7 separate regions of the Mus musculus genome follow, and all the other regions are linked to region 4. Evidence: chromatin contacts called from public HiChIP or PLAC-seq and promoter capture Hi-C data. All regions are on one chromosome and are shown on one strand. The core of a region is the stretch at or near the end of the contact, and the rest is flanking DNA. Distances in the headings are between cores, read along the strand shown.

What was found. Promoter capture Hi-C pulls out the DNA fragments that hold promoters and counts their contacts. HiChIP or PLAC-seq counts read pairs in DNA pulled down with a chosen protein or histone mark.
Region 1: a contact with region 4 is called in a promoter capture Hi-C map of stem cell-derived epiblast-like cells, with 4 times the contacts expected there. The contact joins the promoter of Tcp11l1 here to the promoter of Rcn1 in region 4. A contact is called at or near these places in 6 of 39 promoter capture datasets (the 3T3-L1 cell line, hippocampal neurons, liver and 2 more).
Region 2: an H3K4me3 HiChIP or PLAC-seq map of stem cell-derived neural progenitor cells shows a contact between it and region 4, with 2.5 times the contacts expected there. The contact joins the enhancer-like site here to the promoter of Rcn1 in region 4. A contact is called at or near these places in 4 of 39 promoter capture datasets (the SN4741 cell line, embryonic stem cells, hippocampal neurons and 1 more), 5 of 115 datasets of contacts at active chromatin or transcription factors (astrocytes, embryonic forebrain, embryonic hindbrain and 2 more) and 2 of 9 other capture datasets (embryonic stem cells and liver).
Region 3: an H3K4me3 HiChIP or PLAC-seq map of stem cell-derived neural progenitor cells shows a contact between it and region 4, with 7 times the contacts expected there. The contact joins the promoter of Dcdc5 here to the promoter of Rcn1 in region 4. A contact is called at or near these places in 4 of 39 promoter capture datasets (the 3T3-L1 cell line, the C10 cell line, the SN4741 cell line and 1 more), 12 of 115 datasets of contacts at active chromatin or transcription factors (astrocytes, embryonic fibroblasts, embryonic forebrain and 6 more) and 2 of 9 other capture datasets (adipose tissue and embryonic stem cells).
Region 5: a contact with region 4 is called in a promoter capture Hi-C map of pre-B cells, with 5 times the contacts expected there. The contact joins the promoter of Hipk3 here to the promoter of Rcn1 in region 4. A contact is called at or near these places in 5 of 39 promoter capture datasets (the 3T3-L1 cell line, hippocampal neurons, liver and 1 more) and 2 of 115 datasets of contacts at active chromatin or transcription factors (bone marrow-derived macrophages and memory CD8 T cells).
Region 6: a promoter capture Hi-C map of pre-B cells shows a contact between it and region 4, with 3 times the contacts expected there. The contact joins the promoter of Cstf3 here to the promoter of Rcn1 in region 4. A contact is called at or near these places in 1 of 39 promoter capture datasets (pre-B cells) and 1 of 115 datasets of contacts at active chromatin or transcription factors (memory CD8 T cells).
Region 7: a contact with region 4 is called in a promoter capture Hi-C map of pre-B cells, with 8 times the contacts expected there. The contact joins the promoter of Dnajc24 here to the promoter of Rcn1 in region 4. A contact is called at or near these places in 26 of 39 promoter capture datasets (the 3T3-L1 cell line, 3T3-L1-derived adipocytes, the C10 cell line and 16 more), 3 of 484 Hi-C or Micro-C datasets (bone marrow-derived macrophages, group 2 innate lymphoid cells and regulatory T cells), 14 of 115 datasets of contacts at active chromatin or transcription factors (the 230-238 cell line, astrocytes, cardiomyocytes and 8 more) and 2 of 9 other capture datasets (adipose tissue and liver).

Annotation. Positions count from the first base shown.
Region 1 is chr2:104,710,588-104,714,903 of GRCm38.p6, reverse strand. Tcp11l1 (t-complex 11 like 1) reads left to right here and starts at 2,742. Exons shown (of 10, transcript NM_177190.5): 1 at 2,742-2,928. Gm6306 (predicted gene 6306) reads right to left here. Exons shown (of 1, transcript NR_166704.1): 1 at 2,001-4,316. Pin1rt1 (protein (peptidyl-prolyl cis/trans isomerase) NIMA-interacting 1, retrogene 1) reads left to right here. Exons shown (of 2, transcript NM_001033768.2): 2 at 102-978. The coding sequence starts at 119. The coding sequence ends at 598.
Region 2 is chr2:106,036,109-106,039,885 of GRCm38.p6, reverse strand. It overlaps the pseudogene Gm9342. Among named protein-coding and RNA genes, the nearest start is that of Dnajc24, 34 kb to the right of the region's middle. Within about 2 kb of position 1,430, at least 14 of the 459 cell types and tissues checked have an H3K27ac peak or open chromatin away from gene starts, as enhancers often do. A contact at or near this core is called in stem cell-derived neural progenitor cells, where this site is marked.
Region 3 is chr2:106,079,510-106,083,742 of GRCm38.p6, reverse strand. It overlaps Dcdc5 (doublecortin domain containing 5), which reads right to left and starts at 2,744. Exons shown (of 24, transcript NM_177844.2): 1 at 2,503-2,744.
Region 4 is chr2:105,397,346-105,401,205 of GRCm38.p6, reverse strand. Rcn1 (reticulocalbin 1) reads left to right here and starts at 1,887. Exons shown (of 6, transcript NM_009037.2): 1 at 1,887-2,236. The coding sequence starts at 2,001.
Region 5 is chr2:104,491,961-104,495,882 of GRCm38.p6, reverse strand. It overlaps Hipk3 (homeodomain interacting protein kinase 3), which reads left to right and starts at 1,394. Exons shown (of 16, transcript NM_010434.2): 1 at 1,394-1,935.
Region 6 is chr2:104,588,183-104,592,094 of GRCm38.p6, reverse strand. Cstf3 (cleavage stimulation factor, 3' pre-RNA, subunit 3) reads right to left here and starts at 1,611. Exons shown (of 21, transcript NM_145529.3): 1 at 1,393-1,611. The coding sequence starts at 1,419.
Region 7 is chr2:106,000,669-106,004,992 of GRCm38.p6, reverse strand. It overlaps Dnajc24 (DnaJ heat shock protein family (Hsp40) member C24), which reads left to right and starts at 1,444. Exons shown (of 5, transcript NM_026992.3): 1 at 1,444-1,899; 2 at 2,918-3,064. The coding sequence starts at 2,957.

The sequences.
Region 1 (4,316 bases), core at 1,493-3,992, 690 kb after region 4:
CTCAAGCTTAAATCTTTAGTAATAATTACATGTGTTTTATGTTTGAAACCATTATTCCCCTCCATTTGCTCTAGTTATTTAAATAAACCCTCATTTTATAGGTTACTCCTGAGCGAAGATGGCAGACGAGAAGCTGCCGCCCGGCTGGAAGAAGTATATGAGTCGCAGCTCAGGCCGGGAATACTACTTCAATCACATCACCAACGCCAGCCAGTGGGAGCGGCCCAGCGAAGGCAGCAGCAAGAACGGCCAGGGTGAGCCTGCCAGGGTGCGCTGCTCACACCTGCTGGTGAAGCACAGCCAATCTCGGAGGCCCTCATCCTGGCGCCAGGAAAAGATCACCAGGAGCAAGGAGGAGGCCCTGGAGCTCATCAATGGCTACATCCGGAAGATTAAGTCAGGAGAGGAGGACTTTGAATCTCTGGCCTCACAGTTCAGTGACTGCAGCTCTGCCAAAGCCAGGGGAGACCTGGGTGCCTTCAGCAGAGGACAGATGGAGAAACCGTTTGAGGATGCATCGTTTGCTCTACGGACTGGGGAGATGAGTGGGCCCGTGTTCACGGAGTCAGGCATCCATATCATCCTGCGCACAGAATGAGGGCAGGCACCTGGCCAGCCTGCTCCGGCTGCCACACAAGCCCATGGACGCTCTTCCTGCTGCTGTCACACAGTACTGTTCCTAAAGTGACTGGAAGGGGGACTGAGCATCCCGTTCCTTGTTTGCCCCCATTTGGGGGCTGTCCTAGCCAGGCTCCTGGGGGAATTGACTTCAGAAGGGCAATTGGGTTGGGGAGACCCCCAGGCTCAGGGGATCAGAGGTGACTTGATCCTCCAGGTCTCGGAGGCAGGCAGGAGGGCCTTTTTTCTTGTTAGTTATATGCTCCATTCCTCTGTTCAGTTGCAAAAAGCAGACACACAGCAACTCAGCCTCAAGATGCAATGCAGCACGCTATACACCTTCCATTAAAACTGGGACCGTTAAAAAATGTATAAATAAGTTCGTTAATAAAGCACTAAAAAGCAGTTAAATCATGTAGTGACATTTTTGAGAAATTCGGAATTTTAGTTTCTTTAAAATCACAAATACAGGGCTGGAGAGATGGCTCAGCAGTTAAGAGCACTGACTGCTCTTCCAAAGGACATGAGTTCAAATCCCAGCAACCACATGCATGGTTCACAACCATCTGTAATGAGATCTGATGCCCTCTTCTGGTGTGTCTGAAGACAGCTACAGTGTACCTATATAAAATAAGTAAATAAATCTTTAAAAACAAACAAGCCGGGCAGTGGTGGCGCACACCTTTAATCCCAGCACTTGGGAGGCAGAGGCAGGTGGATTTCTGAGTTCGATGCCAGCCTGGTCTACAAAGTGAGTTCCAGGACAGCCAGGGCTACACAGAGAAACCCTGTCTCCAAAAACCAAAAAAAGCCCAACAAAACCACAAATTTTAAAATGTGCTTTCATTTTAATCCCAGGTATAGGGATGGGGGAACTGCTTAGGACTGTCTGCAACAGCGGACAATGATTTGCCTCGAGCTCCAGCTCCGTTTTGCGAGCTGCAAATAGTTTCTATGATTGTGTGAGTTGGGAATTCTGGAAACTTTTCAGTGATATATAAACAGTAGGTGGGGCCCGGAGTTTACATATGCGGTTTGTTAGTAGTAGTGCTTAAAGAAAAAAAAAGAAAAAAAGAAAAAAGGAAAGAAATTAAATTCAGGGATCCCTTAGCCGGGCGTGGTGGTGCACGCCTTTAACCCCAGCACTTGGGAGACAGAGGCAGGTGGATTTCTGAGTTCGAGGCTAGCCTGGTCTACAGAGTGAGTTCCTGGACAGCCAGGACTATACAGAGAAACCCTGTCTCGAAAAACCAAATCAATCAATCAAGAATCCCTCTCCCACCCCCACCCCCTCTGTCCTCTGTCTCTCCCCTCTATGCTTATTTCTCTTCGGTCTAGTGTTAGAGGGGGAAGGAGTGGGGGAGGAGAATCTACAAAGTAGCAAAGATTCCTATCTTTTATTTAAGATAGAGACAGATGACAAAGTATTTCTGTTAGTGAAGTTAGCTATTATAGCGCCCCAGGCTTGGAGTGGGGTGATGTTTTTGTTGGCTTAATTTTTTTTTTCTTGTACAACAATGATCATGCCCGCCCCAACTTTATGGACCCAGGGACATGATATTTAGGGGAAATGATCTTCCTTTCTGGAACGCAACTTCTCCAAGGGCTGAGCTAGGGAACCGCTGCTCTCGCCTCTTTTCATATCAAGCTGAAGCCTCGGTCACCCAAACACTTCGAAGGGACCGCTCAAGCCAGGGCTCAGAATCCAAAAGGAGCCTGTGAGTGTGTGGGTGTCCAAAATGAAGGCAAGGGAGTGAGATTGGCCTGGTTGATGGAATATTCAGTTTTCAAAGTCCTGGCAGGGAAAGTAGCTTCTAAGGCGCCCTGCGCTTTACCACACTTTTAACTGCGCGCCATCGCCTCCGCTTTTGCCCAACCTCAACATGGCGCCTCCCTGTGCGGCCGGAGCGACTTCGAGCCGGGGGCCACCGCACTCCCTCGGCCGCCCCCCTCCCCGGGCCCGCATCAGCCTTTCCACACAAAAACGTAGTGAAGCTCAGCTCCGAGCGCCAGATTCCCGAGCCCCTTGGTGACAGCGGGAGAGCCGGCCGCCGGTCCGTACAGGAGCATGGCGCCGCCCACGCTGGGCAGGCGCATCCCGCCTCCCCCGCCCCGCACTGAGCGCGGCCGGCGCTGCCCACCGACGCGGGGCACAGAGGACGGCCCGCAGCTCGGGGAGAGCCAGGCGCCCCGGCGGGGGTCGAGGCCCAGGCGCCCAGGCCGGCGCGCATCGCTCCCCCCCTTTCGCGTCGCGGACCCCGCGGTACTCGCAGCCGGAGTGACCCTGGGTGGTCGCCGACGCCGCGGCAGGTGAGCGGGGCAGAGGCCGGCGGGCCGGCCCGGGATCCACCGGGCGAAAGCGCTCCGGTTTCTGGACCTCTCCCAGCCGGTCGGGTCCCGAGGATGCAGGGTGGAGCGAGGAGGAGAACAGGGATGGGTGAGGCCCACCCTCCAGGCCGGACTCCCCGGCGCGCCCCTGCCCTCGCCGACCGAAACAGCTGTTTACGACGAAATCTGAACGCGGTTCCCGGCGCCGGGGGTCAGAGATCTTTTCTTTTCGCTTGAAAGACCCTTTCTGGAGGATTCTTTTGTGTTCAGCTTGGGCCGGCGTGCAGCTCCGACAGATGCCGGTCCCCGTGCCAGGATCCTCCCCCTCGGTTTCCTGGTTAGGTACCATAGGGTTTTATGATTGTTGAGTGAATGAATGAGAGCAATTAAATAGCACCCCCCCCCCCATAATCCTACTACTCTTTAATTATAGCTGCCAGTGTGGAATGGTGGTGGTGTGGCAGTCTGTGGCCGCAGGGTACCCTTATGCAGGAAACCAGGAGGCACTTAACTGTAGAAAACTGAAGCCACAGTAAAGACACAGAATGAGACCTCAGTAGTGATGGGGGAATAGGACATTTTAAGAAAAATGGGCCACTTTTACTGAAGTTATTGTCACTTTTAAACCACAGGTTCAGTGCTACCCAAAACACCTTGAACAACCCCTCCTAACAGTGACATCACACAGATGACACAGGGTTTTATGTCTGTCAACAAATGAGTATCTGTTTGCCGGGCTTGGGGGCTTAGGGGTATACTAATAGAGCATTTATGGAGAATATGATTGATCTTGGCTCTTGAGAAGTTCAAAATCTAGACAAAGCTTTTCATTTCATTTTTAGAGTACAAATTAGCGCTTTCCCCACCAGACCCCCAATTCCTCTTTCCATCTTTGCTTACTGCCACTTTTCCATTTCAGGCACCACTGGCTTTTCTGCTGGAGGAATGAAAACCCCCCTCCTTTCACCCCTACCCCGACGTTATAACTTGGTGAAATTCTACTCCTTTCAAAGACAGGTCACATGTCATCTTTTCTGGGAAAGTTTTCTCAGCTTCCTCCTCTTCAGAATAGCAGCGTCATGCTAATTTGAGTTTCATTGTGGCTCCTTGCAAGCATGCCTGTCCGTCTCTGATTAGATTGTTTTCAGCTTCCTATCCCTATTGGAATAATCATATTTTGACTGGAATTAAAGGCAGTGATGGATGCCAGCTGTCTCACAATCAGCCTTGCAGGACTTTGGAGAAAGATGTAAACATTCATAAGGTTGAAGGAAGAGCCCTGGGAGGAGACAGGACCTGAACAGGGTCTTGGGGGGACAGGGACAGTCTTTTGTGACTCAAGGCATCTTGCCTTTCCTCTTCTCTGTATC
Region 2 (3,777 bases), core at 181-2,680, 640 kb before region 4:
GTTTTGTAAGCTGTTACTCTAATAACTCCTGGTTGAAGTTTATATCTCTGAGACAATTCTTGGCAATTATGGGGTGGCTTAAATTTCAGAGAGGACTTTGATACTCTAAACAGAAAACAAGAGAGAAAGAAAGAGAGAAAGAGAGAAAGAGAGAGAGAAAGAAAGAAAGAAAGAGAGAGAGAGAGAGAGAGAGAGAGAGAGGGAGGGAGGGAGGGAGAGAAAGAAAACACAAAACTTGGTGCATATTTATTCTTTAAAACTTGTTTTAAAATGCTAGCCCATACATTCTCCAAAGTAAACACATAAAATTATGTCTACAGATAAGATCCTACAACAAAATTTTTGATACAATGAGTTCAACACTGTTTAAAAGTATCCAAGCGTACAACAGATGTTTGCCAAGACTCTTCCTTTCTGAGAATGGATGACTCGGGACATTTTACTGTAAAGCCCCAGAGTTTTCTTGTTTTGATTCTGAACATGAAGAACTGGAGCCAGTCAGACTCCTGCTACATTCTGACAGCCAAAACAATAGCAGGGTGTTCATATTACAGGATATTAAATGTCCAAGATTTCTCCACAAGTGTTTAGATTTATGGAAGTTCTTGAATATTTAAAGGATATGAGAAATTCAAATAGGTTTATTATGATGAAAAGTTTAATTCAAAAGTCAAGTCTATTGCCTCTATTTTTTACAATTTCAAATTGTGTGGATGGTAGTAGGAGCTGAGATTTTAGATTTTATCTTCAATCAAAACTAGTTCTGATTTTTTTTTCAAAAGAACATGGTAAGCTGCCAAAAATATTTTATTTGAAATTCTCTAATTGTATTAATTTACAAGGCTATTAAAACAAAGTCAATATTTTAAAATAAAAGCTTGAAGTAAGACAAGTTCAAACCACTGTGTACCAGTCTATCCAAACACTGAAAGCAATGGGCGCACCGGCGCCTTAGTCTGTCTTTTCACCGCATTCCTTTCTGCCCATTAACTCTTGGGTTAACAGCTTATGATAATCTGAAAATGGAGGCACCAGATGGTTTCATAACTATGTTTCAGTTTGATACTGTTCCAAAATATTGGTTAAATAACAAAAGCACAGATTTCTATTTCAAAATAAATGTCTTGTAAGCAGTGTTGCTGCCACTGGTGCTCTTTTTATAGTTTCGAGAACACAGGTTGGAGGGCATCTCGTGTTTTCTAAAATGCAATTAGCAACATTGTGACTCCAGTGTTTTCAAAGTAAAAAAATCCAATAACAATAGAAAACAGAACCCAAACCCAAATGATACGCTGTGTTTAAATGTCTGAAATGGTCAATGGAGTCACTATAAATTCTGCTCAAATAAAAGAGCTTCAACAGTTGGTTAAAAAGAACAGTGAGTGCCTTTGATTGCCTCAGCTGACCCACTGGCACGCTGACAGCTCTGTTTCTCTTGGATGCCGACATAAAACAAGAATTGTTTTTACTCTTGGATTTGTAGCTATCTGGATTTGATGGTTCCTCCTGGCTGTGATCTGTTTGATGTGTAGAACAATCCTGAAGGCTTGACCCTTCTGATACAGCCACTGAATGCAAAAGTCGGTTGGGGCCAAACTGGAGCTGCAAACGACCGGACCGACCGTCAGTAGCTTTAATAATGGCTGTTTCCTAGTTTGACATAAACTCCTAAAAAGGAACCGCCCTGTGGAAGAGCACAGTGGATCCATTGTAATGAGTTATTAACATCTACCCCATAACAAGGGTTCTTGGCTCCCGGAGGAAAACTTCCCTTTACACTTAAGTGGAAAGTCAGAAAGGTTAAGTAAATGAACATGCCATCAGTAGAGACAGTAGAGACGTTTAGACCCAAGCCTGTCCTACCACTAAGCCTTATTACTTTGTTTAGTTAAACTAAAGCTTAAAAAACTAAGAATTTGCAGTTTTATGATTTACTTTATTAAGCATGAGCAATGTAAGTACCAGGAAATACACACACACACACACCCACACACACATACACATACACATAAACACACACGTATATACATATATGAGAGATGCAGTCCTTACATGGATAAAACTTGCAAACTATCCCTCGGTAGTACAAGAACTGGCTTAGCATAGGTGATAGGCACTGCAGAGATGGCTCAGTGGTCAAGAGCACTAGCTGTTCTTCTAAGGGACCTCCACCGTCACGGCAGCTTACAACCATCTGCTCCAGAAGATGCCAGAAGAGGAGCGCACATGCATACACCAGGCATACGCATGCATGGTACACAGACATAGAAGCACACACGATACAGGTTGTTGTTGTTTTGGTTTGGTGTGTGGGTTTTGTTGTTGTTGTTGTTATTTTTTTGTTTTTTGGTTTTTGTTTTGTTTTTTTAAGAAAAGTGATTGAGATAGTACTGGAATGACTTAGTTTATCCAGTATGCCTGTGTTCTGGAATTGAAAGTCACATGTCTCTGAGAAAGTGGAAGATGTCTACTCATGACCCAGTATTCCAGGGCAATGAGTGGCATCGAGATCAACAGGAATGTGTAGTCACAGTGGTGAGACAGGTACAGGATTTGCCAGTTTAATCAAATTGGACAAGCTTCGGCATACTTGAGAACATCCAGCTGTGGGACGATGAAGCCCAGAAGATACCATGGTCTTACACTCTGTTAATTGGAACCATTCCTACATTTACCAAGTTCATTTCTCCTTCCTTCTGGAAGGACACTTGTATTACTCAGGGTTCTCTCTCTCCTCTCCCTCTCTCCCTCTCCCCCTCTCTCTCTCCCTCTCCCCCTCTCTCCCTCCCTCTCCCCCTCTCTTCTCCCTCTCTCCTTCCATCCCTCTCTCTTCCTCTCTCCCTCTCTCCCTTCCTCCCTCCCTCTCTCCCTCTCCCTCCCTCCTCTCTCTCATGTGTGTGTGCATGTGTGAGATGATAGAAAGACAGACAGACAGACAGATAGATATTAGAATATCTTACAGGCTTACTGGTTGTAACAATGGCTGTCTACCAATGGAAGGTACTAGAATCCAGTTGTTTACTCTACAGGGCTAGATGTCTCAGTTGGTCTTCAGTAGATGCCAGAATTCCCAAGAAGTGGGTCCTAATGTTAATGAAGTAATGAACTTGCTAGTGAGAGTGAGGGAAAGCAGGCAAAGAGAAAATATGCTTGCTTCTATTATATCCTTTATATAGGTTGCCAGCAGAAGGTATGACCCAGATTAAAGGTTGATCTTCCTACCTCAAAAATCTTGATTAAATTGTGTACAATTTTCTACCTCATAGATGTGGATTAGAAGTGAGTCTTCCCACTTCAAATGATGTAAGAAAAAAAATCCCCTCACAGGTGTGGGATTTTAGTTAATTCCAGATATAGTCAAGTTGACAACCTGCCATAGTCCAGCTCCAGGTGCAAGGTTAAGGTCCTGAGATGGGGAAGGGGAGTCGGTGAAAATGAAGACACTGACCACCTGTTGACTTTCAAGCAAGTAGCCCCAAATAGCTTGAGCCATCTTTATTCATACAATCACAATCTATCTCACATTCACTCTTTTACTAGAAGAAAGCATAACAACAGCATGACAAAAGCCCCATCGTCACAAAACACCCTCAATAGCTTCCCTTCCTCCTGCCCCCTTCCGTTTTGGACAATCACCCACTAACCTCATTTTGTACTACAAAGCACAATTTTGGCAAGCCAAAAATAAATGTCTAGCTAGGCATGTCCAGTAGGCATGAGCATATGACTACTACCCAGCTAGTAGCAAATGCGGTTACACAGTTATGCAAGGTGAGA
Region 3 (4,233 bases), core at 1,495-3,994, 680 kb before region 4:
GGCTAAGCGACTTTAAGCTGTCCTAAATATAATATCTCATTTGAACACTCACGAAGCAGTATATATTTAAGATCACTGTAAAGTAATGTGCTTAATTCAGCCCCAGGCTGTAATAGCCAAGCTAAAATTTAAAATGAAAAAAAAAAAATTACTAGGGTCATAAATACAAAACCAGTAGCCCTGACTTTTCCTTTAAAGTTGCAATGTAACGATTTGTTTAAGAGACCTTCCTTTGGGCTTCTAGAATTTTTAAACCCATTATAGTTTAACAGACAACAAAACAATATGGTTTTCCTATGGGATGTCAAAAGTAGACTAAACGGAACTGATGTCAAAGTGATCCGGTCCTACAATTTTATAATCTTAAGAATTGTTAACAAAACAAGAGCCGCCCCTCGTCCACGTTTCACCTGTCTGGTGATTCCTGAACAGGGTGAGACAGAAAACTAAACAGAACCAGCTTTCTGGAAGGCCGAGTGAAGTAGTGCAGCTCAATGAATGCTCATTAATGCCGAGGGGGACACTCATAAGATAAAGATGTGGCCAGGCTTGCCAATGGCCAGAGGTGGCATTGTAACAGTGCCACTGCAGTGAGTTTTAAAAACATCGAAGCCATGGAAAGAGGACCCAAGTGCATATAATTAAACATGCGTGACTAAAGAAAATAGAATTTTTTGCAAACTTATGGCATTCCTCCTTGCTTTCATCCCTGTACTTCAGCTTACCTATAGCATGATGAAGCTTAACATTGTTACAATGCAGTAAGGCATAGAGGTAGAGAAAGTAGCAGAGAAACGAGACGTTTAAGGATTCTTAAACTTAGCATAATATTGAAATGCTTATAGAGTAGTTAAACGAACAATCTGCAACTAACTAAAAATGTAAAGTTTTGCTCATATTTACATCTAAGATTTAATAAATTATACTTGACAGCATTTTGAGTAATGACCTCTTTAAATTAAAGCAGCAATCCTCAAGGCATTTTTGCCACAGTGAACTGAACTCCTGAGTTTAGCATTTGTTTAGAGTGGCAGAAATAAGAGGCGTTGGCCCTTATTGTCCGGATGTCTTCTGTCTCACCAACCCTCACTTTTAATAAAACTTAGAAAGTGCTTATCTCCAGATTTTATTTAAACAGTGCTTTTCTTGAAATTACAATAAAAGCCATATGCTATTTTTTAACATTGAAAATAACTTAAAACCCTTCACTTAGTGAAACACAACTACAAATAAATTTAATTCAGAAAGGCATCATTTATTTTATAAAATCATTATATATTGAACATTAATATTTAAATATTAAACAATTAAAAGAACAAAAATTTTCTTATACTGGTTTTTGTATATGCTGGCCTAGTAGAACATTGGAACAGTCTGGATTTTTAATCAAATTGTCTATAGTAGTTATTAATCCTCTCTGAATCACTATATCTCATTAAAAGAAACTAAGTACACTTTCCCTAAAAATAAAGTCTGAGACGTCCCTGGAAGTTCCAAGAGCTTTGATGAACTTTCTTCTGCCCATCGTGTGTTGCAGTTCTCCGAGTGGACAGCAGGAGGTGCTGTGTGAACACCGAGCCTGTCATCTGGAGCCCAGCTCCCTCCAGTTTTCTGTGTGCAGTGAATAGTGAGACGCTTTCAAAATATTCATTTATCAGCGGCCGGTGGCCTGAGATAATGAGCCAAATTCTAAAATGGAACCTCCAAGTTTACAATGTAAACCCCACCCTTATTTAACACAAAGGTTGGCTTCTCTTAAGTGTTATGTTGGAAGATTTTTTTTTTAATGGTACAACCTTTTTTTTTTGTAATTATCCAAACTGCAACATTCTGGTTACAATATAAATCCTTTTTTAAGTCAATCAAATGTCCCAAAACTAATTACAAAACCATATGTCTTTACCTTCACACATACATGTGTGTGTGTATAAATAAACATACAACTATAGAATAAATGCACAGAGATTAAAAGGTAAAATCTAATTTAATTTAGTCAAATACATTAATTCAACTATACTCTGGATCCTGAAATACACAAGTTAAATAAGTATAATGGAATTAAGTTCTCTTGAGGAGAAGTTAGTTCACGATTCATTTCTGTAGAATCTGATTTGCTTTTAGACCCATTTCTACAATAGTGAGGTGAGTTTACACCAGAGGAAAAATGAGGAGTCTCAGCCTTCAGAGGAGTGCAGATGAATTCATTTCCTTCGTTGGTGTTACTGACTCTGGAATAACCATGTAAGGATCTGCTTTTCCTCTGCAGAGTGAGCAGTGAGGAAAGATGAGGCAGATGACACTCCATACCAAAAGACAGACACAATCAGCCCCTTTCTTGCTGCCTTTGAGATTCCAGAGCATTTTTGGCTCCCTTAGAGGCGCTGAGCTCACAAAACATGTCACGGTTCTTTTATGACACAATGCCAATCATTGCGTCTATAGAACCAAATACATCTGAAAAAATATATATAATACAGTACTTTTTAAAAAGGGATGGCTTACCTGCTTGTAATAATATTTTTGCAGACTTTAACCGTTGATACAAGGCCCCAAGAACTCCTTGCCCGTGCATCTTAGCCCCCAAGGGTCTGAAACCTTCTCCCTTAGAGACCCAAAGTGGTCCCCTCAAAGGACTGATGGAATTTTGCAGGCATTTTTCAAGCAGAGAAACTACTGGAGAGAAAAGGGGGAAGGATTCCTTTGACCCAACTGAGATACGCTGTCTGGAATGCAGCCTCGAGACTAGAGCTAACTCTTAACATCTATTATTTATGTCTGACCTGGGTTAAGTCTTAGCGAGGCAATTCCTGCGTTACCAGTGGCCACCAGGAAGGATGTATTTATATTGCGACATCCCCCCCCATGCAAGTCTCATAAGCTGTGTGAGCACACCTGAATAGTTCTGAAGTGTGCCTAACTAGCTGCATGGAGTGTCATGGTGTGCACTGATTGCCTTATCTTCTCATTTATCACAGATGAGTTGGAACCAGCCTTGCCGAAAACCTACTTGCATTGTCCTGATAAAAACTGTACGATCCATGATGTTTCAGTGTCCTGCGTCCTGTAGAGGAGTCCGTGTACCCAAAATATCACATCTGGAAATTATTTATAAAGTATGATCCACACCTTTATAATAAGCCTTCCTACCCCAGGCCCATCATTGGTATTCGTTAAAGCAACCCACGACACAGGGTGACAAGATTGTTTAAATAGAAAAGAGGAGAATGTTAAGCAAGGATTTTCTCATGCCTTTGTGTTCCCAAGTCCCCAGAATATTTAAGCTAGTGGTGGATTCAGGAATGCTATCCCAGCAGGGGCTGTGGAAGGATATTTACTTGTGGGCCTGTCATGTAACATCCATGTGGACTTGACAGATATGTTTATACACTTTGCACATGCTTAGCTGATACAGTCTTTCTAGTGTAAAATACTCAAATGACATGGCAGCTAGGTAATGTTTTCTGAAATTTAGTTTTCCCCTGAAAAGCCAGAAATAAATAACAAAATCTTGGGGCCCAGAAAAAAAAATGAATACATATCACTTTTATTTAACATGGTCTTTTCTTAAATGTATGTAGATCCCAAAGATAAACATGCAAGATAGATAGAGATCCTAGCAATATTATTCTTACACATATTTCTGCAAGGAAAATGAATTAAGCAGATCACAAGCTAAGGGCGTAGGTCTGTGCCCTTGGTTATGTTATATGTTGCATATTTTATGCAAAGAAGCCCAGCACTGAAATGGAATTGCAATCAAGCACAGCTGAGCTACTGAGAGGTTGAGCTATGCAAATGGCCTTTGCTACCTGTGTTCTCCTAAATCTTACTTTCAGCTAAGAAAACTTGCAGTTTAGGACACCTGGTTCTCCAGCTCCCTACCAAAGCCAAACTTAAAGTCTGGTGTGTTCGCTGCTTAGAAAAACGTTGGAGATTAAGAGGTTAAGATTTCCTACTGCTATGAGTAAAATCAAAAACATAAGCGTGATGTGACGACATCTGTGCAGAATTCTGTCATCCAGTTGGAGAAACTAACGCCTGAAATTCTAACAAGCCCACTTTTATACACACAGAGAAACTACTTTTCTCTATATGTTTTAAGTAAATAGGTGTCTTACACTTTCATATGTATAATAGATATTTATATTTTTATATTTACATATTTATATATTTTTATATTTATATAATATTTCTACCATATTATATATGTAAAATATAATATACATGACATTG
Region 4 (3,860 bases), core at 638-3,137:
AGGAGCTCTGCTGCTCCCTCCCTGGGGTCTCTCTTTGCATCTGGGAACTGCCCACTAGAAGCTTGATTAACCATCAAGGGAGCATCCTCACAGTACTGTGTTTCCTTGGCTACAAGTCCACACCAATTTACCAACAGTTGACACTTTTCTAGTTTCAAATATAGCACTTCTTATCCCAATGGAAAATCAATGGAGGAACACTGGATCCATCAAACACTGGGTCCCCTCTTCCCCGGCCCCCATCTCCCTGACATCTAGAAGAGGTTGTCCAAGGTCACAGAGCATCACTCCCAGCTGCACTGTCCTCTGCCAGCTAACACAGGACCTCTCGAATAGGCCCATCGCTCTGCTTGGCTTACCCTTTACCTTTACCTCAGTTTCTATCAGTCCAGGAAACCCTCCTTGATTGGCCTACTATGTTATGTATACTCTGTAGAACCCTGGCTGGCTCGTTTTCATTATGCCCTGGTTTGCATATGCTTGGCCCAGGGAGTGGCACTATTAGAAAATTTGGTCCTGTTGGAGTAGGTGTGGTCTTGTTGGAGTAGGTGTGTCACTGTGGGTGTGGGCTTTAAAACCATCATCCTAGCTGCCTAGAAGAGAGTTTTCTCCTAACAGCCTTCAGATGAAGTCGTAGAACTCTCAGCTCCTCCTGCACCATGTCTGCCTGGATGCTACCATGCTCCCAACCTTAATGATAATGGACTCAACCTCTGAACCTATAAGTCAGCCCCAATGAAATGTTGTCCTTATACAAGCTGCCTTGGTCATGGAGTCTGTTCACAGCAGTAAAATCCTAAGGCAGCCATAAATGCTTATGTGTATCAGGCTCATCATCTTATTTGGTTGACCGAAAATGATCTTAATAGAAAGATTCTTGCTTCTGTGCTATAATGTCTTGGTTTCCTTACTGTAAGGGCGAGAAGCTGACCTTTTCTTCAGAATGTTAGAAAGGTGGGGGTGAACAGGTGGTTTTGCAGCTTTTAGGGCTGGGGTTAGGAGGAGGCTTCTCTCTTCAACCACAGTTTCCTGGGACTCTTTAAAAGATTCGTCGACCCTCTGACATTTACATGCATTTTTGTGAAGAGTAAAAGGTTCAGACGGGCATTCTCAGTTTGTTAGACACTAGCCACGCGTGGCTATTTACATTTAAGCTCAACTATTGGCTTTGGACCGGCTCCATGTCAAGTATTCAGTGGCCATATAGAGAACATTTCCTTCGCTGTAGAAAGTTATATAATACAGACCATCACTAACTGGTATCATTATTTCGGATTTAATACGCTGATAGGATTTGAGACAGATAGTAGGTTTGTAAAAATGGCTTGCCAACATTCAGAAACGAAAGCTTTATATGATATCTCTGCTTCTTTTAGGAAGCCTTTCTGCCTCTCTCCCATAGGAGCTTGAAAGAACTTCTCCTTATTCACCCCGTCTCCTCCCACAGTCCTCTGGTGTTATCCCATGGATGTTAAGATTGCCTTCTCCCTAACCTAGGGGACCACGCCCATCCTGGCCTCCTTCCAGACTCAAGTGCTCTCCTAACCACAATGCAAATTGTTAACCGGACTTAAATGTTCATCTCTGGGCCAGCCTTGGGCTGAAGTTCGGGCTGTCAGCTGGAAGCTGAGTGGAAGCGCTGCTTTTCTAAAAGCGAAGACGAGCTATCACCCCAAAACATCTGTTGCATTTTCTCAAAGTACTTCTTTCCGGTCTTGCAGAGAACCCTCCAGTCCGCAACCCCCATCATCTGGACCCGCCCCTCGCAACGAGATAGCGGGGAGGGGCCGAAGCGAAACCGGAGCCCGGCGCCCACCACCCTGGCTGGCGACGTGGCTCCGCGGCCCCAGCCTCCCCCGGCGGCGCCGTGGCCAATGGGCGCGTGAGTGGGGCGGCCCGAGCCTCCTCGAGCCAGCCGGGCGCGCCCCTCGCTGGGGAGGGGACAGCGGCAGCGGCGCTGTGAGCCCCCACTGCCCCGCAGCCTCCCTTTGCTCGCGACCATGGCGCGCGGTGGCCGCTTGGGACTCGCCCTGGGGCTGCTGCTGGCGCTGGTGCTGGCGCTGCGGGCCAAGCCCACGGTGCGCAAGGAGCGCGTGGTTCGGCCGGACTCAGAGCTGGGCGAGCGGCCGCCCGAGGACAACCAGAGCTTCCAGTACGATCATGAGGCCTTCCTGGGCAAGGAGGACTCCAAGACCTTCGATCAGCTAAGCCCGGACGAGAGCAAGGAGAGGCTGGGGTGAGGCTGCGGCCCGGGCCGCCCGGGGACCACGCAGGGGCCCATGGCCACCTCAGAGGGAGCCACGCGGGACCACAAGCGCAAAGCGAAAGCGAAATCGCGCCAGTTGGTCTCAGGGGCGAGGCCAGAGCTGAGGCTCAGAGGCACAAAGTTGCCAGCGGGCGCTCAGACCCCCGTGTGGAGGTCGCCACCACACCCGGCCGGGATAGCTTCCCACAGGGAGGCGAGAACGTGGCAGAGGCCTCCGGAGCAGGGAGCGAGAGGGCCCGCCCCCTCATCTAGGTTTCAGCAGAAGTGACTGGAGTGAGCCAGAGTTTGTTGGCTGTGGCCTTTTAGTACCTGGTTCTTTCCCATAGTCCAGAGAGAGGCACTTGAGACTTGCTTAAAAACATCTCAAGATCAAACAAATGTGTAAGAGATGGAGAGGCTTGTTCTTGGCCTGTCTCTAAATCAGGCTGGATGTTCTTGTCCTCTGACCAGTCATCCCAGAAATCAGGTTTTTAAAGGGGCTCATTGGAGCAAGAGGTACAGAGCTGGAAACGGATTCTTTGGCCTCTGCTCCCAGCATTATGGGTGAAGAAGCACTCAGCTTTTTGGCAACTGATTGGGGGCGGAGGGGGCGAGAAAAAAAGAAAACCTGCAAAATGGCTATGGTGGGGCTTTGTGAGTTTAGCCTGGAATCAGGAAACAAACCCGGGCATCATCTCAGTACCCCTACCCTGGTGCCCAGGAGACACTTGACCGTTGTGCAGAGGGACTAGGAGCTAGTGAGGACCAGGTGAAGGCAGGGCTGTGGAGGAACACAGCCATCCTCCCTGTGGGCCACCAGAGCTTCCAGAACCTGCTCCTGGGGGAGGAGGATCTTCGAGTTCTGCTACAGTTGAAAAGAACACAGCCATCTCTGTTCGACAAAGGGGCCAGGGCATTCAGCAGGACAGGATTAATGATACCCATTGTGTAGGTGAATACCTGCCTGTTGTGATAAAAAAGACCTTTGGACTTCAAAGTCACCTCCAAACAGTGTCCTTTATTTGGTAGGGAAGCACTTTCTCTTCTTTTTTGGGACTTTTAACAATAGGGACCATTGATAAATTCACACCATTGTACTGCTCTGAGGCCTGGAGACTGATTTATTCTGGGGTCCCTGGTTGCAGCCATTCTGCATTATCTTAGAAAAGAGGAGGAGAAGGGAGTTATGAACTGGAAACACTTAGGCTTAGGGCCTCTGGCTTCATTTAATCCCTACCTCAGGGTAATTAGCCGAAGTGCCCAAGAGAAGGGGGAGTGGAGTTCTCTGTGTCTAATCCTTGTATGAAGACCTTGGCTTTGTTCATTTATTCATGTAGCAAGCATTGCAGTGGCTATCCTGTGTGACATCTGGCAGGTACAAGGTGCTGGCCATCCAATGTGGAGGAGGGCAGGCAAACACTTTCAGGGTTGCTAGGATGGTGACATCATCCACGGGTTTAGCAGGAGCCCCTGGGGCTTCAGGTTGGAGAGAGGGGCCCGGTTTTGTAGATGGTCCTTCATCAGAGCTTATGAGATGGTTCAAAGGCTGCTGGGTATATGGTAATAGAAAGGTGGTCCTGAAGTGAGGGGCCTGCTTGCTTATCATGGTTTTAAC
Region 5 (3,922 bases), core at 145-2,644, 900 kb after region 4:
TTTCAGATTATTGCCTTAAAAGAAATCCAATGTAAATGCTAAAGAATAAAGAATGGCTCCGACATTGCCCTCCTTTTGGATGTAGAGGGTAATCTCGAGCCTCTTCCGGTTCTGTCCATCTACCCGGCGCTGGCAATAGAGACTTGCATCACTGTGGCCATCTCATGCATACACCTTTTCTAAAAATCAGTCATTAGCTTTTCTACTTTAGTCTTCACTGTACTCCTATCTTGAAGAAAACACTGGTCACTGGAAAAAGGATTATCAGTGGCCTCGAGGGGATACCCTTTCCCCCTTTAAAGACATTCTACACAGTCCTAGTTTGAAAGGCAATAGGTAAAGGACTAGTATCTACCCAGCGAGTTGACCCTCCCTTTAGCCCCAGCTGCTGCAATGGAGAATATGTGTGGAGAAATAACATCGGCAAGCTCAGTCCTTCTAGTAAAGGAAGAAAGCAAAGGACATCTCCATTATAGAGACAGAGGTGCTTGCGTTGCGGAAACGTTAAATATTAGTTTAGAACCCAGACGAAACAGGTGGCAAAATAGGTTTACTGAATGATGGGTTGCTTCGAAGATAGATGCTTTCTGGAGAGATAGATGGAGGGGAGAGGGGTGGAGACTAAAGCTTTGCTCTTTAACCTTGCTCACGTCATCGAAACTTGTCTAAACCCTTGTCTTAGCATAAGAGTTTGGACTATGCATCAGTAAGATTCTTTCATCTCAAATTCCATGGTTCTATGGTTACGTGGGTGGAAATGGACCATTCTGTCGATTTCCTAGTTTCCAGGAGCGAAGAAACTAGCTTGGGTGTGGAACTAACTCGATGGAGAATTATCAACGTAGAGGTGGGCAGCTTCTCAACCACTGTGGTGGTGCACTTGGAAAACTTCCAAGAGAGTCCGTCCCTCATTCTTTGACGTGGTGTGACAAGTCTCCTGCTGTTTTGGAATGGGGGAGCGAGAAGGACCTATTTTAGGCTTAGATTATTCATTCTCTTTCTGCGTTTTTAGACTCCTAAGATGCCAAGAAACAGATTCTAAAGGGGTGGGAAGAGAATTAGGATGGGGTAACCTGGAAAGGCCTGTGGAATCCTGCTTCCGCATCTGAACCCCTTTGGGTATTAGGATTGTCCCTTAAATGTGTATTTTTGGGCCCGGAGTCAGGTTCAGAACTGCAGAGGAGGGCTGACGGAAGCCGTTCCTCTTGGAGGGGATGGCGTGAGAGCTCAGGGTTGGATCCGCGCGGGCCGCCTGGCGGGCTGCGAGCGTCAAGGGCGCGGCTGCAGGCGGACCCTGGGGAGGGGCTTCGCGGAGGCGCCGCGGCCCTACCCGAGCGGGGCCGCCCGGGCTCGGCGCTCAGAGCGGCCGAGCGGGCGGTGGCGCTGCGGAGGCGGCGGCCGAGGCCGGCGGGCGCGCGGAGGAGGGGCCCGATATCGGGGCGGCCTGCCGCAGCTGCCCGGGTGACGACTGCCGGCAGCGCGGCGCCCCGAGGAGTCCGAGCCGCAGGCCCCGGGCGACGCGGCCTCGCAAGCAGCCCTCGTCCTCGTCTCAACTCCGGGGAAATGGGCCCTCAGCACCGCGGGCCCTGCATCCCTTGTTGCCCGTAGGCCCCGGTGGCCCGCCGGCTTGTCACTGCCCCTCTCCCCAGTCGAGCGGTCCCCACCCCAGGTCCCCGGGAAGGAAGATGAGGGAGACGGGCCCGGCGATCGGCAGCCAGAGAAGCAGCAGCAGCGGTCGGGGGAGGGTGTTTCGCCGTTTCCTCTCAGCCGCCAGGACAAGATGGCAGCGGCCGCCGAGAGGGGCTGAGCCCCGGCTGGGTGGCGCCGCCTGCTGAAGCGCTTGGCTCCGGGTCCCCGCACGGCCCCCGCGACCCACCCCGGACATGCTCAGGGCTGCGGCCGCCCGAAGCGGGGAGAGCGCGGGCCTCTAGGAAGGTAAGGAAGCCAGGCAAGGGCGGGTAGCTCGGCGCCGTCGCGGGGCCTCGGGGGCCGGGGGAACCCTCGGAGCGACGGCTCTCCGTTCCCGCCCGGTTGTCCAGTGCGGCCGGCCCGGGCGGTTCCCGAAGGCCGGCGCCAAGCCAGGCCCGAGGAGGCCGTACGCGGGGACTGCGCGTGCTTTCCGCGCGCGCTTGGCGCAGCCTCCGGGAAGCCGCCCTGGCCGCGCCGGGCTGTCCGGGCCTTCCCCCAAGCCTAGGTTGCGCAACGGCTCTTCCCAGCAACCGAAGTTTTGTTTGGTCCCACGGGGGCCCCCCGTTTCGGCTCGGCGGCTCTAGGCCGTCACTACGGAGACCTCGTTCCTTTCATTGATGGGAGCGAAGACCAACGTGCACGCACGCCGCCGCCGGAGCGCCCAGCCCCGTGGCTGCGCCGCGGAGGCTTGGTGGCCCTGTCACCGGCGTCGCGGGGCGGCGGGTTTGGAGGGTGTCAACTCTGGAGACGTGCGTGCGTGTGATTGTTGGGGAGGAGAAATGTGATCCGAGGCTTCGCGTCCCCAGCGGCGGCGGGAGGAAGGCGTGGCGGCCGCGCGGCGGGGCTGTTGCCGGCTTCTCTCGTTACGGCGGCGGCGGCCCTCTTCCCTTCGCGCTGTGGGGAGACCAGCGGAAAGGACTCGGGACCAGAATGTCTGTTTTCCTGTCTGGGGGGAGACGGCTGTTGTAAAATGGTATGTGGATCTTGGGGGAAGCCTGTTGTTTCCCAGTCTTATCTGTGCTGGAGGAATTGCGCTGAAGGGTGTGTGCGTAAATTACCTTGGACCTGTTACAGAGTAGTCACAACATGTTCGGTCCTTGAACCGTGTTTTCACAACCTCTGGCTGGCCTGCTGCTGGCGAATTTGTTTTTCCACCTGTCAGTTCGCAGCTTATAAGGAGCTTCTATTAGCAGCAGCAGCAGCCGGTCCCCCCCCCCCCTCCCCGGCCCCCCTTAGGTTTCAGATTATGGCCCAGTTTACAGGGAAACTCATGGTTTTACGGGTCTACTTTGTTTTGGTTATCTCTCTGGTACACAGGGCTGGAAAAGTTAGCTGGAAAACCAGTCTTCGTTTCTATGTACCTCCGAGTTGTTTGGAGATCTGTTTTTTATTTTTCTATTTTAGGTCTCCCCCCCCCCCCCCCCCGTAAACTACAGCCTCTCAAATGGGGGTACTAAAAACAGTTTAACTTAATTTTCAGATTTTAATTGCCTGGTGTTTGAAAAATTTTTAAAGATTTTTTTCTTTCTGATCAGGTTATGAAAACATTTCTAGGTCTTTTTTGTTGTTGTTTACCGAGAAAAATACCTTAAATGTTTATCCACATTTACTATTTCAGAAACTGGGCAAGTCTCACCATATGTTTAATAAGTCTAGATTCTGCTTAGGTTTGCAAGTGCAGTGCTAATTTTATACAATGAGCAACGATAAGGTTTAAACAGGTCATGATTAAGCTTAGTATTTTAGGTAAACAAAATATGACTGACCTTTAAAAACTTGCTTTGTTGTATTAGTTCCTCTATTTTCATGACACTTAACAGTAATTGAAATTTAATCAAACAACCCAAATTCTTAATTTTTAAATTAACAAGATATTTCGTGCTATATTTGCATTCATATAAAGTACAGGGAGCTCGCATTTATGAAATTTAGTGCTTAACCTGTGTCAGTTTATTTTTCTTATTTTGATTATTTTTAATTTGTTATGGTAGGTATACCGTAGAGATATATATCAGAAATGTCTGCTTTTTCAGTGTTTGGATATTTCATTGTATTTTAGGGATAATTTATTTCTTAGGTCCTACTCTCCACCCTAGGAAATATATTTGCAAAAAGAAAAAATATTTTGGAGGATAGATAAAAATATAGCATCAGTGTTTTAAACAGGTAAGATGAGCTTGAAGTCTAGAACAGAACTGGCCATTAAATGTTTTAAATTTATATTTGGACATTG
Region 6 (3,912 bases), core at 362-2,861, 810 kb after region 4:
CTTCCCTGCATGCATAAGGCCCGGGGTTCAACCTCTAGCTGGGGTGGAGCAGGATGACCCACAACAAAAACTAAAACCCGCATAGTTCTAAAACAAAAGCATGGCAAATTTTTGTCTTTACAAATTTATATAAAACAGTGAATTTCAGACACATCCAATGAAACCTCAACACCACTCCTTCACTTTCAGAAAATAAAAATGCCAGCCCGGTAAGAGTAGAGTAAAATAAACAGTTTTAGAAAAATAGTTCAAAGACACTGCATTCGTGGGCACCCTGACTTTAGATAAAATGCAAAAGCACTGCCAAGACTTGGAATTAAATTGGTCCTCAAGCGTTTCAGTCACCAAAGTAATTAAGTTCTAATTTGCCTACACTTCATTAACATACAGTCCTATTTTACCTCATCTGTCAACCTCCAATAATTTCTATTTTATTAGCTGGGGATTTGGGAAAAAGAAAAGAAATAAAAATACAAGCGTATTTCATTGCTATAGCAATAAGAAATTTAGGACTTTGTTTTCTTTTAAAACTAAATATACGTGGATCAAGATCAAAACACACACCTTTCAAAAACTCAGTTTTGTTTTTTACAGTAAAAGCCAAACACTAGCCTACAAAATTTAGGATATAAAAGAGCAAAAGAACCAAACATGGAGATGGACGCCTGGAGGCCAAGGAAGCAATCCTGTCAGAAGGTCCTGCCTAGTCAGGGCTACACTGTGAAAACCTATCCAAAACAAACAAACAGCCAAACAGCAAAAGGGTGAGATCTCCTATCTAAAAGTCCCATTTGTAAAATACTTATGTATCATTCATATCTAACCATCCAAACAGATGGTGCCTACAGTGACTAAAGCACATTTCGAGTTTTCAGTTTACCAAATTCTGCAATGTTTGCGTGGTCGTAAAAGCAAAAATAAAGTGTTCCTAAACGAGAGGGGAAGAAAGCGAATCCACAAAATTCCCCCAAAGCTCGGAAGAGCCGTGGCTCTTTTTACCTTCGCTCTCTCGGGGGCCGAATTTTCCAGACTGATTTCGTTATTTCTGGGGACAGAGGACTGGGGGGCAGACGAGGAAAACACTGCCAGCGCAGATACACGTTAGAACAATCTGGGACTACCGGAACACTAAAGTGGTATGAAATACACCGTCCCGACCGAAGAAACTGCAATGGCCAGGGCGAAGCGACGTCTCTGCCATTGTCTAAGTCCCATACTTATTCGTACGAACGCCACAGAGAAGCCCAAACCTGGGAGACTTCGGGGGATGCGCTCCCGATCCCCGGGCTCACTAGCTCTTCAGGGCCCTTGCTCACGCGAACGGGGTGCTCGCACCCACAGGGCTAGAGAGAGAAGAGGTCGCCACGAGGCCCCACCGCTCCCGTTCCTCACCTGCTCCGCGGCTGCGTCTCCTGACATGGCCTCGGGGGACTACAACGTACGCACCAGCCGGCAAAGGGAAGCTAGAAAAGGAAAATTAAACTAAAGGCAAACCCCACCAAAACCAGGAACACTACCCCTGTCCCTCAGAGCCAAAGCCGCCGCCAAATCCGCTGCCGCCGCCGCCGCCGCCGCCGCCCACTCAGATTTGAATTAAAATGGCTGCGCCCCAGCCGGCAGAGGGGGTGTGAGGCGCTTCCGTATTCACTTCCGGGACAGTGGGCGGGGCTGAGGCTTAACTCCCGGATTATTGGAGGTGCACAAGCGCAGAGCGCTCCCAGAGGGCGGGCTCAGTGCGTGAGCTAACGTCACGCCCGGAACTGATGACGCCGCTGTCCAGATTTCCGAGGCCGGCCGGAAAGATCCACCCGATTGGCCTGGGAGCTCCCGCGCTTCTTGGAATTTCACGACTGAGTTGCAGAGCCGAGCTCCTCCCTGCTGAAGCCTGACTGCCAATCCGCTCTGTACAGGCAAACTGACCATTTTAGGGAATAGCGTTGAGAGTTAGTGAATACCTCTCGTGTTTCGGGAATAAGGAGTCTACTAACGCGTTCTGTACGTTTTCTTTTCTTGGGGAGGAGAGGAACACATCAAGTCTGTTTTTTGTTTTTTTGTTTTTTTGTTTTTTTGTTTTTTGTTTTTTTTTTTTTACTTTTGCTGTCACCGTTCACTATTAGACCGGGGATTTTAGTTTAGCGTCTCACCACGATCTCTTATCTGCAAAATTGCGTTGATAGTGGCGAAGGAATGTTGCTTTGCATCCAGACTTCTCACCTACTATAGAGGAGTAGACTGGGCAATTTGCATTATCTGCGTCTCTGTTTCCTTGCCTAAAGATAGGAATAGCAACAGCAGCTAAGATTTAACTTAAAAGGTAAAAGCTCTTATTTGGCTTACGAGTAACCAGGAGGTTATTGAGCGGTGGTGGCACAAGTCTTTAATCACAGTACTCGGGAGACAGAGGCTGGATGGATCTCTGAGGGCAGCCTGGTGTGTAGAGCCCACGGACGAGGGCCATACAATGAGATGCATATATCTTTTTAAGCAAATAGATGCATGAATCAAATGTACATATATTGAGTCACTGCAACATTTGATAATGGAGTCTGAATATTTCAGAAGTCTCCCTCAATGGGGCGTTACTCTTTTAAACTGTTGCTGATGTGACTGACTTAGAAAAATATCCACAATGAGCCAGGATGGTTCAAAGAGTGGAGGTGCTTGCCGTGATGGCCAAAAAACTTGAGTTTGATCCTGGCATCCAATGAGTTGACAGGATAGAACCGACTCCAGGAAGTTATTCCTTGACCTCCACACATGCACTATGGCTTGCAAACTCCTGCACTTACAAACACACAGGCACTCACAAGATAAATATATAAATCTAAAAATAGCCACAAAATTAAGCCAGAAATATAAAATAGCTTATGTGTATATATGTGTGCATGTGTGTGTGCACGCCTATGCGTGCGTGTATTCATCAAAACATTTAAAGAGGTTATTGTTAATGTCACAGATGCAAGGAGAAAGACCACCAACCCAAATCATGATCAAGTTAATTAAAGCAAGACTTTTTTTTTTTTTTTTTTTTTTCATGCACACAGGCTGTCTCTAAGGTCTGGGTCCAAGAGATCAGCCTTGGATGTGGGGAAGATACAGGTGTTTATAGTTCAAGAGTAGAGAGTTGTCAAATGGAAGATTTTGCAGGCAAATAAGAGAGGCTACGAAGCAGAACATAACAAGCTGGTCATAACCTGAAACAAAGTCATGGCTGCCAGGTGATAATAACAAGGTGGTCAAAAGAAGGTGATCATAACAGCAGGTGAGCACAATACACTTCTGAAACAAAGGTGCGGTTGCCAGGTGATCAGAACTAACCCCTGAAACAAAGGTGCGGTTGCCAGGTGATCAGAACTACCCCCTGAAACAAAGGTGCGGTTGCCATTTCCTGGAATAGGCCATATAAAACCATTAGTAGTTAAAATAATAGGTGAGGCATAGCCCAATCCGTGAGAAACAAAGATCCAATCTTAAACAGGAATGGCTTGTCTTTATTATAAGATGGCTTTCAAGTCTAAAATGGAGGCAGGCTGGTTTATGCTATCTCTAGGTTTTATGTTACATGTTGGGGGTGTTGTCTTTTTGTTGTTTCGGTTTTTGATTTTTTTTTTCTTGTTGTTGTTTTGTTTTTGTTTTGAGACAGAGTTCAACCTATGTAGTCCATGCTGGCCTCAAGCTCACTGAGATCTATTTATTTGCCTCTGCTTCATGAGTGCTGGGACTAAAGGCATGTGCCTCCACCACCCATCAGGTTTTGTCTATTTTAATTTTCTTTTTACATTTATTATTTGTTTTTGTGTGTTCAGCCAACCTATGGGAATCTGATCTCTCCTTTCAATGTAAATGCCTCTAGGATGAAACTCAGGTCGTCAGGCTTGATGGCTGTCATCATTACCCACTAAGTCCTTGCTG
Region 7 (4,324 bases), core at 195-2,694, 600 kb before region 4:
TAATATTTTCAAAGTCTCACATAGAGCTTGAATTTGGGGTTTGCTATATTTCTATTGAATGATGTTGTTCTAAAATGGAAATTAATGATTAGTGATCCATGTCAGAGCCATCTTGAGGAGTTTATTCAAATGTTAATTATTTGGATTATAAGACAAGCCATCTGTTTTTTTTTTCAATGAACTAAACACAACAACAGCAATAAGTTGTTTGTGAAGAAGTGAGTTTTACCAAATATATTTTCAGAAACAGAACCACCAGACTCAATGTTTCAAGTGTCTGAATACATACCCAAGCAAACCACCGATAAGACATCTTTGAAACAGAGAAAGTTAAAGAGAATGTATTTATTGGATGATATCAATTAAATATTGACAGCTTAGGTTGACCAAGGACACCTTGGAGATAAAGCAAAAAGTTCATCTCATTTAGTGCACAATGCTAGAATTCTTGGAGATGAGAATGAAAAGCATTTGTGAGTTCATATGAAAAAACATCAAACAAACTGGCTAAAGAAAATAAATTACACAATAACCTGATGGAATAGTATATCAAAACTTTTGTTCTCAAAATTGGACTTCTTGAACATATTTCTGTATACAGACAAGGGTCAAGAAGGATTATTTGAGGGCTAGGTAAGGTATATGGGGGCTTTCTTATAATATTGTACAGGGAGAGATTCACAATACTCACTATGCATTTTGGTAGGCTCACACACATAGTTTTCTAAGCCCAGGAATGAAGCTAGATCCTGCCACTGTATAATGGTCTTTGCTTTAAACATGACAAAATCTATCCATTGGAGAACCCAATCTGTGCTTTTATATTTAGATTTTAAAGTCAACTGTATCATTCTGCAGTTTTTCCTTACGTCATGCAATGCTCATTACAGTAAATAATTTATCCTATTAGAATATTTCCTACCTAATTTTATCTTTGGTGCTTCTTGAATTGATATTTGGAAGAAATAAGACAAAAGGGAAAGTACATCTAAGAAAGTAGCAACACCAAAACTACTTTGTATTGCCAAGGGAGATCATATTAAGGTCTCAAAACTAAGATGATTCTCATCTCCAGATACAATGGGGGGGGGGGGGGGAGAGAGAGAGAGAGAGAGAGAGAGAGAGAGAGAGAGAGAGACAGAACACAACAGCACAGTTCATTCTGTTAAGAACGCTGTTTCTACACCTGGATAATTATATACCCGGCCTTTGTCCTTGATTTGTTTCCTCATCTACAAAATAGTTCTAGCAACATCTTCCGCAGCTGTCTCACTGGGATGAAGCGAAAGCGACAAAGAGATAGAAAATGGGAAAGGATTTGCAGTTAAAAAATATTTTAAGTCAGTTGTTCAGGTTTAACGGAAATTATTAGGCATAATTTGTTAGCCATCCTCATCCTTATCACCAACTGCCCGTCCCCAGTATAAACAAATAGGACCGGAGTTGCTCAAGGTAAAGTAAGAGGAACCTAGGATGAAGGTGCACCTTAGGAGATGTAGAGGGATGCAACAATCGTGGTGTCGGGGCAAAGGAAGAATTAGAGCAAATTGAGGAAAGGCATTTCTCTGCGTACCTCTCACTGTTGACAAAACCTCAGAAATCCCGACGCGTTACCATAGCGGCCGCGTCTGGACTGGAGGCGGGGCCTTTCAGTAATGTGCACCAACAACTAGGGCGCGACTGGAAACGTACTCCCGCTGTACTCCAACTTCCGGCGGAAAAGAAAGTGGGTTCCGCTTTCCGTCCGGCTGCCGCAGCAAGTGGACTCCTGCTCCAAAGTGAAGCGCCATAAGTCTGACGCTGTGTGGAGCCAGGGGAAGGCATCAGCAGGGACAGCCTCGGTGGGGCGGACGCCTGCCTGTGGACGCCGCGTGTCCGCCAAGCTGCGGCTGCTTCAGGGTGAGTTGGTTTCTAAAGTCTGGAGGACTGTGGCATCCTGGAGTGCATAGCTTCGGGAGCAACGTCTTTATGGGCTGTGAGGATCTTTGCCCCAGCAAGAGGACTCCCCTTTCCCCGAGCCCGTGCGGTGCTGTCATTTTGTGCGTCTTTATTTTTACTCTAGAAGAAAGAAGCGAACCAGGGAAATTCAGGAACTATGTATGTCCTTAACATTTCTTTGGTATTCCATTCCTTTTATCTGTTCGTTTCATACATACTTATTAAGCTCCTGTGTGTTTAGTGAGCACCTGTATGCCAGTTTTGCCATTAGATAAGAAATACCTTTTTAAAATTTTAATTAGGTATTTTCTTCATTTACATTTCCAATGCTATCCCCAAAGTTCCCCATACCCCTCTCCCCCCCCACACACACTCTCCTACCCACCCACTCCCACTTCTTGGCTCTAGCGTTCCCCTGTACAAAGTTTGCAAGACCAATGGGCCCTCTCTTTCCACTGATGGCCGACTAGGCCATCTTCTGATACATATGCAGCTAGAGACAAGAGCTTCGGGGGGTACTGATTAGTTCATATTGTTGTTTCACCTATAGGGTTGCAGACCCCTTTAGCTCCTTGGGTACTTTCTCTAGCTCCTCCATTGGGGGCCCTGTGATCCATCCAATAGCTGACTGTGAGCATCCACTTCTGTGTGACAGCTATATCAGGGTCCTTTCAGCAAAGTCTTGCTAGTGTATGCAATGGTGTCAGCGCTTCTTAGAAGCCTATCCATCACCCAGGCTCATTATCAATTTCTTTTTATAACATTGTAAATTTATTTAGGTGATATGCATATTCCATGAAATATTTAATAGGTTTTCAGTATCTTTATATCCTTGTATCCTTGTACATGGCATTTATGGGACATTTAAAATGGAAATATAGACTTTCTTGGGCTTGCAATTTACTCAAGTAGTAAGGAATCTAGGAGGAATATTTCTTTATTCTGGTTGTAATGAATTGCTGTAACATTTCTGCTGCAGGTCATCAGAGAAGGCTCCCTTCTAGGTCAAAGGACGCTGATGGCTTTGGAGCAGACACTCAAAAAGGATTGGTACAGCATTCTGGGTGCAGACCCATCTGCAAATATGTCAGACCTAAAACAAAAATATCAGAAACTCATATTACTGGTAAGTCTTTTCAGATTTGAAATCATGGTGGGGAAAACAGTTTTTTTTGTTTTTCAGTGCGACCAGAAATTTAAGCTTCAAAACATTTCCATCAATAGGAATCTAGATATTTGTTTGTTCATTTGAACATTTTTGTAGTAGAGGAAAAGGATTTTGACTAGGTGTGGGATAGCATGGTAGTGACTGAGTTAGAATCCCCTGACTCTCTCACTCTCAGAACCTGGATTACTTTTCTCTATTCGTCTCAGATAATTTTGACTGAAATAATCCATGTTGGGTCTCTAAAACCGTTTTTACTTAATAAGTGTTGAAATCCACTGTCCACGACCATACTAGTGAGCACTTGAAATGTGTAATATTCTATGTGTAAAATTGTAGGCCGGGGCCTAGCAAACACATAAGTAGATGCTCACAGTCAGCTATTGGATAGAGCACAGGGCCCCCAATGGAGGAGCTAGAGAAAGTATCCAAGGAGCTAAAGAGATCTGCAACCCTGTAGGTGCAACAACATTATGAACTAACCAGTACCCCGGAGCTCTTGACTCTAGCTGCATATGTATCAAAAGATGGCCTAGTAGGCCATCACTGGAAAGAGAGGCCCATTAGACATGCAAACTTTATATGCCCCAGTACAGGGGAATGCCAGGGCCAAAAAATGGGAATGGGTAGGTAGGGAAGTGGGGGGGAGGGTATGGGGGACTTTTGGGATAGCATTCTAAATGTAATTGAGGAAAATACGTAATAATAAAAAATATTAAAAAAAAAAAGAAAAGTTGTAATGTGTTATATAGACTGTTCTCTGGATTTTGATAATTTGGTAAAACTAAGAACATAGAAATTAAAATTTTTTACACTGATTATATATTAGAATGATAATACTTTTTATGTTCTGGCTGATGAACAGAATGCATGTGCCTGTTTTACAGTAATATTAAAATTTTAAGTAATATATTTAGTCTTTGAGAGCTTCATACAATTTTGATCATCTCTATTTCCCTTATCCCGGATATAATTCCACCTCCCTTACCAACCCAAATTTGAGTTCCCTTCCCTACTTCCCCAACCCACTGAGTCCAGTTTGTGTTGCCCAGATACTCTTGGGTGTGTGGACTGCCCTCATGTGTGGTCCACCTGCTAAGAGTCAGACCTTCAAAGAAAACTGACATTTCTGACTGCAGTTATCAGATGCCAGTATCTCCTCAGGTAGAGGTGGGACTTTGTGCTCATCTCTTCCCGTCCATTCTGGCATTTATAATATCA